2 separate regions of the Hordeum vulgare genome follow, and region 1 is linked to region 2. The links are chromatin contacts, called in public Hi-C maps. All regions are on one chromosome and are shown on one strand. The core of a region is the stretch at or near the end of the contact, and the rest is flanking DNA. Distances in the headings are between cores, read along the strand shown.

Region 1 (4,980 bases), core at 800-3,299, 820 kb before region 2:
GTGGTGGCGGTGGCATGAATGTGATGGCCTGCGCGGCGATGGAGGGCATGGGGATAGTCTGCCCGGTGATCTTCTGTATGAAGGAGAGAACGGCGGCGTCGCGGGTAGCAGCCATGGCGCGCTCCTGCGCGAGGATCTCCTGCTCGCGCGCGAGGCGCGCCATCTCCTGCCTCCGCCACGCCTCCTCGCGGATCATGCGGTCCTGCTCCCGCTTCTCGATGGCCTCCAGGAATCGCTGCTGCATCGCCTCCTGACGCTCCATCACCTGCTTCATCAGCCCCTCGAAGAACCTCATCATCTTCCCGCTCCCGGCCTCGCCGCCAGTAGCGGCCGCGGCGCCACCCTCCGACGTCCTCTTCCTCTTCCCTCGCTCGTCGGCGCCGCCACCCATGTCGTCCGTGCCCTCGTCGTCGGAAGAGTCGTCCTCGTCCGAGTACTCCTCCGTGTTGGACGTTGAGAAGCTCATGTTGCCCACTACCACCGGCGTCGGCAGGCCTGCCGTAGCGGCGGCCGAGGCACCAAGAGGCGGGGGCTCGGCGAGGGGCCGTACGGCTGTGGGGCCCACCACCCCAGGTACTCCAACGGCTGTGGCCGGCGGCGGGGCCGACGCCATCGGAGCCGGCGTCGCTCCGGGCGTGCCGTGCAGCGCCTCGAGCTGTCGGAAGAAGCGGTAAGCTTTGCCGTCGTTGCGGCCGGCGCGGCTGTCCTTGGTGCGCTTGTAGTACTTGTGAACGTTCTCGAACTTCTCCTTGCACTTCTTGGCGTTCCGCCTGTACCCCTCCTCGGCCAGCTTCCTGCCAACCACCACCAACACCAATCATCATGAGCATCAGCGGCACAAAGCGAAAAAAACCTCGTCAATGGAGCTCTACTCTACAACCACAATTGCACACATACGAACTCACACATCATGCAAGTAAACCGTAACCCTCACACAAAAGCTGCATGCATGTACTAGTAGAATTTTACTCGATTTGGGCACCCAAATGCAAAAGATATACTAGAAAGGCATATGCATACATGCAGCACTAGCAAGAATGGCAAATCCCAAGAAGAATGCAAAGTAAATTAAATCGGGAATAAAAATCCAACTTTTGTGTGCAGAAATTCAGAGGGCCAGAGTAAAAGACAGCGTCTCCGGGATAGATGCCCCCCGGATCTGAAGCTTACCGGAGTAGTACCTCTCATGTCGAAGGGATGGTTGGACAAAAAAAATCAGGGAAAGGTGGGGAAGGAGAGCGATATGATTTTAAAATGGAAAAAAGTCACTGTGCTCGTGAAGGATAGTTAAGGCAAAAGTGTAAAAAAGAAGTGTTTTTTAGCGGGTAATTGAACAGCCGCGGCTGACGGGAATCACACCACGCCGGCGCCGAGATTTCATGCGGCATTACGCCGACGGCAATTTCCGGCCTCGACGGACGGCGACGCCGGCGACGGCGCGCGCAATTGCCTGGCAGAGGTCAATTAGTGGGCTGTAATTTACCTGGAGACCTCTTCCCAGAGTGGGCCCTTGAAGGTGGCGTCCCGGAACGCGGCGTCCATGTCCGACCGGATCTTGAGCAGCGCCAGGGTCTCCTGCCGCGGCCACCGGTTTCCTCCAGCGCCGCCGCCCAAGCCTTCCTCGCCGGCCGCTGCCGCGGCGAGTGCCTCTTCGTCGAAGCCCACAGCGCCGGCACCTGCTAGCTCGTTGTTGAGCTGTTGCTGCTGCTGCGGCGGCCCTGGCGCCGGCGGGCGGCTGCTGATGGGCGAGGGCGCCTCGGCCATGGAGATCCGCTGCTGGCCGGTGCTCCTAGACGGCGAGAATGGCGGCATCTCTGGGGGATGCAAGCCGAACTGCTGGCCCGGGCCTCCACCCTGCTGCTGCTGCTGCTGCATGCTAGTACACACTGGGTGCACGTCGCCGACCGAGCTTTACCACAGGCGCATAGGGAATGGAGGCGACTGAATGATCAGTACATGAGAGAGAGAGAGAGAGAGAGAGAGAGAGAGAGAGAGAGAGAGGTGAAAAAGATGGGAGGCCAGGACAAGCAGAAAGAGCACAGAGAGAGAGAGAGAGAGAGAGAGAGAGAGAAGGAGTGGGGAAAAAGGGAAAGGAACAGAGATGAGGTGGTAGGCAGGTGAGGGATGAAGATGAAGAAGAGGAATAGAGGAGCGCTAGTACAGGAAGCCTGGCACAAGAAAAATACTAGCCCTGCAAGGGAGAGGGGAGGGGAGGAGGAAGAAAGAAGACGGAGAGGAAAAAAGAAATAAGATACCTTCAGTAAGCCTGCAATAAATAATAGGGTGGATGGAGGAGAGAGAGGGGACGAGAATATGATAGCTGTGAAGGAAAGAGAGAGAGAGAGAGAGAGAGAGAGAGAGAGAGAGGGGTGTTGAGGAGTGAAATGTTGAGTGCAAGGAGAGATGGCTGTTTGTTGTGTGCAGACGATGATGAGGGGGATGATGCGGGAGATAAAACAAACGGGATGCTGCGCTGTCAGGGTGGCTTTACCTCCCTCCCTGACTAATGCCCCTACAGCTAGTTAAAAACCCAAAGGACGGAGGAGAGGGAGAGGAGTGCCGGGCAATGGTATGGTAGAGAGAGAAACATGTGAGCGGCATGGAGAGGAGATGAGAGGAGAGGAGAGAGAGAGGCTTGTGATGAAAGGGAGGGGAGCACAAATACCCATCTACAAAACTCCCCCTACCTCAATCCCCATGGAGGAATATGTTGGATTCTGTGGTCATCTTAGTCATTTCTCCCATACAATATATCTTAGTCATATACAGTATTATCCATCGGATTAACCTTTCTTAGCTACCAGTAACTTTACACTCGTATTCCTCCTAGCTAGTACAGCCTCTGTTATCACAACTTTTCGATGCACCTAATTTTGAGGGTTAGAAGCGACTGTTGCAGTGAAACAATTCATTACAGTGAGTTTTTCTTCTCTTTTCTGCAGTGGTATTTTTTACAAAAGAAACGTAAATTTGGTATTGACAAAAAAACATAAATTTGGCCTCAAAAGCCAAAGAAAAAGCTGTATGCATGAGAGAACAAAATTAGTTAGGAGAAACGGGGGAGAGAGAGAAAAGAAAAGAAAAGGTACTAGGACGAGGAGTGAGAGAAGGAGCAGACAAGACCACATTATAACAGCTGTGCCGTGGGCCCGCGCGGAGAGCGAAAGAGGCGCAGAACGTGCCCCGGCGATTAACGCGGACCCCCCCATCACCACCCGCCCAGGCAACACCGACGCGGTGCACCGCGCGCAGACGCCACTGAGCTGCGGGCCCGTAACTTTGCTTGACCCACGCGTCATGCGTTTCGGCTGGAGAATACGCCTGTGCGCGGAGAAGGCGGAGGAGTATAAAAATGGCCATGCATTGGCATGTTGTGGGTTAATCCCTCCCTTTCCAGGTAATAAATGGCCATGTGGCCCCTTTTAATGATTAGGCAAAAAAATCTGACCGATTAATTAAGTTAACCACCTCGATTATTATTTTTCCCTGCTTAAGTTAATGTATATGTATGGGCAGGATGGCATTTATTTTCACATGGAAATGCGTTTTTAGAAATGTATATGGGGCAGTGAGTTGAAGTGGAGAACAGTCACGGGCTGTTTGTATCCGAAAAAAGAAAATCCTGTCTAGCACATATACATATGCATTTAGCATTTACATGAGATTTGATGGTTAGGGTTGGAGTCCTGCACAAAAATACCATCCACATATGTATTTCACTGTATCTTTTTAATTGACCACATCAAAGCGAATAAATGATAGTACATACTAACATTATTGAGCCAAAAACATGATAAGTATATGCCACTGGTTTCAGTATACTAGCAATAAAAGATGTGCAACATGTTAAAATATTTGATCACATCTTAAATACAGACACAATGTATGTTGTATTACGGCAAATGACACATATCATTTCATGCATTGCGTTAAAATATTTGCAAGTGTCAACTTTTAGCTTAAATTTTGTGCTAGTTGTGAGTGTCCAGTTTATCTATGAGCCATTGAATGAATATTTTGAATGAATTGGTTCTAATGAAGCTGTACTTTCTATCCTGGTATTGATCATACTACATGCATCAATGCAAAAATTGGCCCAGTTTTTTTATGCGGCTTAAAAAATAAGCTGTCTCTTTCCAACTTAAAAAATAAATCGCTTCATAAATCAGTTGAGGCTTTTAATTGGATATGTCATAGCTAATTCAGAACCCACATTGAATGAGATAGATGGCTTATGGAAAAAACTGAAAAGGAGACGACTTTATTTTAAGCGTAAAAAAAACTGATCCATAGCGCGTCACTCTATCTATCCATCCGTCTTCATAAATATAGATATATGTATATATATGATTGAAACTTTAGCGGCGACTCATTTTCAATGTGCGTATAATAGGCAAAACAACATTGAGTATAGCATCTCTTATTCACTATATATCCTAAAGATATGCAATACATGACGTACTAAATTACTAGTTTGTCGCTCCCGTGTTATATATATATATATATATATATATATATAGTACAAGCATCTAGCAATATCGTTGGACTATAAATCCAAGTTAGCGTGACTTGTAGAAGATGGATGCTATGTAAAGTCAAAAGCGAAGCGACCTGCATATAAAGTTGGATTCATCATCGATCGGCTCTTTGTTTGTGACGACATGCATGCTTGCCACCGAACTCTATAAATACGGGTGTTCTCTGTGTGCAGTACTTGGTTATGTGTGTTGTGTCACTTGTTTGGTCACCCATTTGCTTGTAACACGTATGTAAGGTGGCACATGCATGCATTTCAGCATAATTTTGTTCTACGAATAGTTGACGCATGCAATACAAACTCATCTAATTTGGAAAACATCATATTCATCATTGGAAGTAGTCTCTAGAAATAGAAGCATCGGGTAATTTAATCGGCATGCGAGAGCTCTAGTGGCTTGTCCTTATTTTTCATATACTTGAACATGTGTAAGGGCAAAGGTT
Region 2 (4,444 bases), core at 304-2,803:
TACCCCCGAGGCATAGGCGCGTGATTCCTTTTTAGTCTTCACCCAGCGTGGAGCATAGGTCATCCACTCAGCGTGGGAGGGACCCCTCCGCGTCCTCGGGGGCCCTGGGTGTATACTGTCACAACTCGTTATTACGTGAGAGTTTCATGGGATGAAGTAGGTTTCGGAAGGATTGAAGGACAATGCAGAGGTGCCACGGGTTGATGCAGGTCCCGCGGGGACTATAGGGCGAACACGAGGGTGCTCCGACCTCACGATGTTTCCTCCTTGGGGGTGGTTTGCCCCTGTTCCCTTTTGTAGATGGGGCCCTTCGAGGCCCTGCCCGCTCCTTCTCCTGAGACTGGTTGAGGGATTTTCTACTGCTCTACGTCGGCAGGTCCCAGTCCCGCCCATTTCCCGACCGACGTTGCATACGACCGACGCAGCTACGGGGTCAAGCCCTGACACCCCTGATAACCACCGAATGTCCGTGGATGGCATCAAGGGTGGTAGGTGGTATTATGACCGGTAAGGCTCGTGAGGCCCGATGCTCGGGAGCCCCATTTGACGTTCGAGCGGCTCTGCGTCACCAAGACCTGGTCCCACACATTTCCCAACCGCCGTTGCTTGCGACCGAATGGACGGACGCAACTACGGGGTCAATCCCTGCCATCCCTGATAATGACTGAATGTCCGTGGATGGCATCAAGGGTGTCAGGTGACCTTATGACCGGTAAGGCCCCTGAGGCTCCATGCTCAGGAGCCCCCTTTTGACGCTCAAGCGGCCCCCATTTCATCCCGTTGATTGTGGCCTTGGGAAGCCGCGGGGCCTCCCCAGGTCCCGCGACGGGGCGACGCGCACCAACCGGAGCCCCCAAGCGGGGGGGGGGGGTAGACTGCCCAAATATGCAAGCAAGGTAAGATGTCAGATCGCCGAATGGATGCAACACAAGTAATGGAAGCATGCGTAAATGATATGATGGGAAGAGGTGTGCCCTTGAACACATGAAGTTCATGCGGCCAGCAGACACCCCCGTCGGCGCCCACACCAGCACCGTAGTCGCCGCGGGTGTCCCGCGCCACTTGTGTCTCGTTGCTTTCTCTGACTCGTCCTCCTGAGGCCGGGGCCCCGGTCCTTCGCAGTTTCTCCGCGGGGGCCGCGGCTGGCGTCATGCCCGCGCCTTGGGGGTGCCTCCTGCCCGCGCCTCTTGGGCCCAGTGCTCTGCTAGTGGGAGCCCTAGGGTCGGGCTCAAGGGGGACCCCCCAGAGTGCTCCTTACTCCTGAGGAGGACTGACGCCCGGGGTGGACGCTTGAGGCTCTTCCTCGATGGGAGGGTTAGGTGGTGTTACATAACACGATACATAAGGCTCCACTTAGGTGTTCGATCGACCTCCAAGGCCGTTATCGGTCAGTGACCGGATGGCCTTCCGGATGTTTGAGGGGTGCGGACGTAGATGGTGTATACAGTGGGATGGAGGAGTAGAAGCTGTAGGGTCACTCACGGACTACGGGTCCATCGAATCAGTGACGGTATCGGCCCACGCCCAGAGCCTCCGTTAAAAACTGAGCAAACCCTCCCTCCCCACAATCCCTCTAACGACCCCCCGCCCCCGAGCTCGCGAATCACCCGAAGCCGCCGCCATGGGCGACTACGGCAACGCGATGATGCGGAACCAGGATGCGGGCGTGCAGACCCGTGTGAAGGCGCAGAGCCGCGCCAACCTCCTCCAGCTCAAGCTCGTAAGCATTCGCCGCTCCCCCTTCTAGACCTAACCCTAGCCTCCGGTCTTCCCCGTTCGATGCGTCCTCCTATCCGAGATTTGATTCTGTGGTTTGGTTGCAGATCGGGCAGAGCCATCCGACGGGGCTGACGACGAACCTGCTGAAGCTGTTCGAGCCACGGCCTCCGCTCGAGCACAAGCCGCCGCTCGAGAAGCGCAAGTTGCCAGCTTACACTGGTAATCCCCATCGTGCAGCTCTGTTTGCAATTGATGCGAGCGTCCTCGCTGATGGACTGTTTTTGGTCGGTTTGCAGGGATGTCGCAGTTTGTATCGCGGTTCGCGGAGCCTGGTGACCCGGAGTATGCTCCGCCTGTCCCCACGTGCGAGACTAGGGTATGTTTTTGGTCTCGTTGCTGCAGTTTCTGCCGAATTAGCGGGCGCGCCCATTTATATACATATATATACACATACCTATACGTGCAGGCATTCTGTAGTGGCACCTGGTATCCTTGTCCGTGCTCATAATCATATGGTACCTCATAGTATGCGATTATGCTAGTAGGATTTTGCTAATTGTGACTGTGTTTAGGTTTTATGTACTTGGATATTTTAGTGCAACTGAAATAGTCAAATAAACATTAATAAAGAACGGTGGTAAGCACCCAGTAATAAGTTCGAATGCTGTTATGTGAATTTTGATAATAAGGCTTTCTAAACAGCATGAACATTTGTGATTGAATTTACTTTGAATCAGCAGATATAGGTTCAGATGTTCCTTACTCATGCTTTAAGGTTATCAGGTCTCTGATTTTAGTATTAAATTTCATGTATATAGGCTGAAAAAAAGGATAGAATCCGCCAACTTAAGCTTGAGGAAGGTGCAGCTAAGGTTGCTGAAGAGCTCCAGAAGTGTAAGTTGTTTTGGAAGCCACACTTCCCTTTTTGTGTTCTATATATGTATTATTAACATCGTTATTTTTAACTATTTTATGTAGATGACCCACAAAATGACCCCAATGTCACTGGAGATCCATACAAAACACTCTTTGTTGCACGACTTGTGAGTATTTTCACCCAATCATTCAGATTTTCTTAATTCATGCGAAAACATCGCAATCAGTATTTCTTTTGTAACTTAATGCTCACTGAATTTGTCAAACTGTTGCAGGGCTACGAGACATCCGAGCAGAAGGTTAAAAGGGACTTTGAAGCTTATGGGCCTATTAAAAGGGTAAGTATATATGGTAAATCCCAGTGCAGGTGAAGTTATTCCTCATTGGTAAGGTTTTCAATTGTCTAAACTATCGCGGGTGAAATCTGGGAAATTTTTGCTTCGCTGCCTTGCATTCCTGGCAGCTGCTGTCACAAAGTCCTACTTGGGAATGAGGTCATTCTGTGTGTTCCCTTGTTGCTTCCACAATTTTGGGAACCTTCCATACCAAGATAAAAAGAACCTTCGACACACAAAACATAATACAAAGCTGTTTGTTAGGTTTTTTCTATTTTATATTTTTTGGAAACCGCAGCATGTGTTTTTTTGAACTTTTTCCAAAAAACGTTGAAAACCTATATTTCCATGTTCTTTTTTCTTCTTCTTTCTTGTTCTTAGCAAATTTAGTAATACGAACCGACAATATGTTTTCACTTTTCTGCGTATTCATGTATGGTATTTTTTGGTAATATATTGGATATGCATCTATCAATTTGGGAAGTCCTGACACCATTTCTCCCTGTAAACCATCTTTTTACTATGTGGGAATTAGATTTCCATATGGGAAATCTGTACATCACTTCGTTTTCTGAATGATTTGAACATTGCTCACCGCGCCTGCTGTGAGTTAAATCGGTACATCACTTGGTAGATAAATAAACAGAGTTCCGACGTGGCAGCAATCAGTTCTTTATACTGTACAAATCCTTCGCAAGCCATTTAATCTGTGCACTGTTGCTAGAACATTTGAAGGCTGTCAATTTTCTCTGGTAAAAGAAATGTGCATGCAAGGGTAATTTTGATGCTTGATTTCTTGAGAAAATTCGTGAGGAACAGTGCAAACAATTAGCTCTTGCCATGGCACCACAAGGTAGTGTTGCTTTCCTGCCCCACAAATTTCCCATATTGATTAACCGGAGCTGACAAAGCTTGAAGAATTCTTACAATGGCAGAAGTGTAGATCACTTTGTCTTAAAAAGCAGCTTATCTGCAGGCGATTTCTACGCCCTGAGACCTAATTGGGTAGGTCCACTGGTGAGTAGTATTTGTAGTTACTTTCCGTGAGCTGTTATAAGGTACTAGCGCTGCTGCCAAGTTCTGCTTCTCATGAAGGAAACAGCAGAAAAGTATAATGCATATTGCATCTCTCAACTCCTAGAGTTGAGGAGCGTACACCATTTCCATGTGTGTAAGGAATACTTACCCACCCTGCACTATTATTACCTTGATTCATGTAATTGCTCTGTTTTCTTCGTCACAAAGGTTGAACAAATTATAAGCGACAATGGAGAGTGCAACTTGGTATAGTATTTAGTCTTTGCAGTACATTTTTTTTTCCCTGTAAGCAAGTTCCCTGGTAAGGGGGTGTGGGATATATTTTCTAACATGCGCGAATCGGCCAACTTCATGTTCATGTGTGCTGGATGTCAATCCTTATGCGGAAGCTCTACATATGCAAGGTTAGCACGGCTAGTTAGGCTAGTGCCTTCCTGTCGTGCAACATAAAATATATGTTTTTAGCCAAACAAACT

Evidence for each region. Hi-C and Micro-C count contacts between places; a contact is called where the count stands out from the background.
Region 1: a Hi-C map of seedling shows a contact between it and region 2, with 4 times the contacts expected there. The contact joins the promoter of LOC123434039 here to the promoter of LOC123434007 in region 2. A contact is called at or near these places in 2 of 6 Hi-C or Micro-C datasets (leaf and seedling).

The regions. Positions count from the first base shown.
Region 1 is chr1H:327,910,867-327,915,846 of MorexV3_pseudomolecules_assembly, reverse strand. It overlaps LOC123434039 (trihelix transcription factor GTL1-like), which reads right to left and starts at 2,049. Exons shown (of 3, transcript XM_045115489.1): 1 at 1,484-2,049; 2 at 1-794. The coding sequence starts at 1,875. LOC123434055 (a long non-coding RNA gene) reads left to right here and starts at 1,961. Exons shown (of 2, transcript XR_006625353.1): 1 at 1,961-2,001; 2 at 2,043-2,247.
Region 2 is chr1H:327,094,121-327,098,564 of MorexV3_pseudomolecules_assembly, reverse strand. LOC123434007 (U1 small nuclear ribonucleoprotein 70 kDa-like) reads left to right here and starts at 1,553. Exons shown (of 10, transcript XM_045115488.1): 1 at 1,553-1,720; 2 at 1,824-1,938; 3 at 2,016-2,095; 4 at 2,538-2,613; 5 at 2,698-2,762; 6 at 2,871-2,933. The coding sequence starts at 1,622.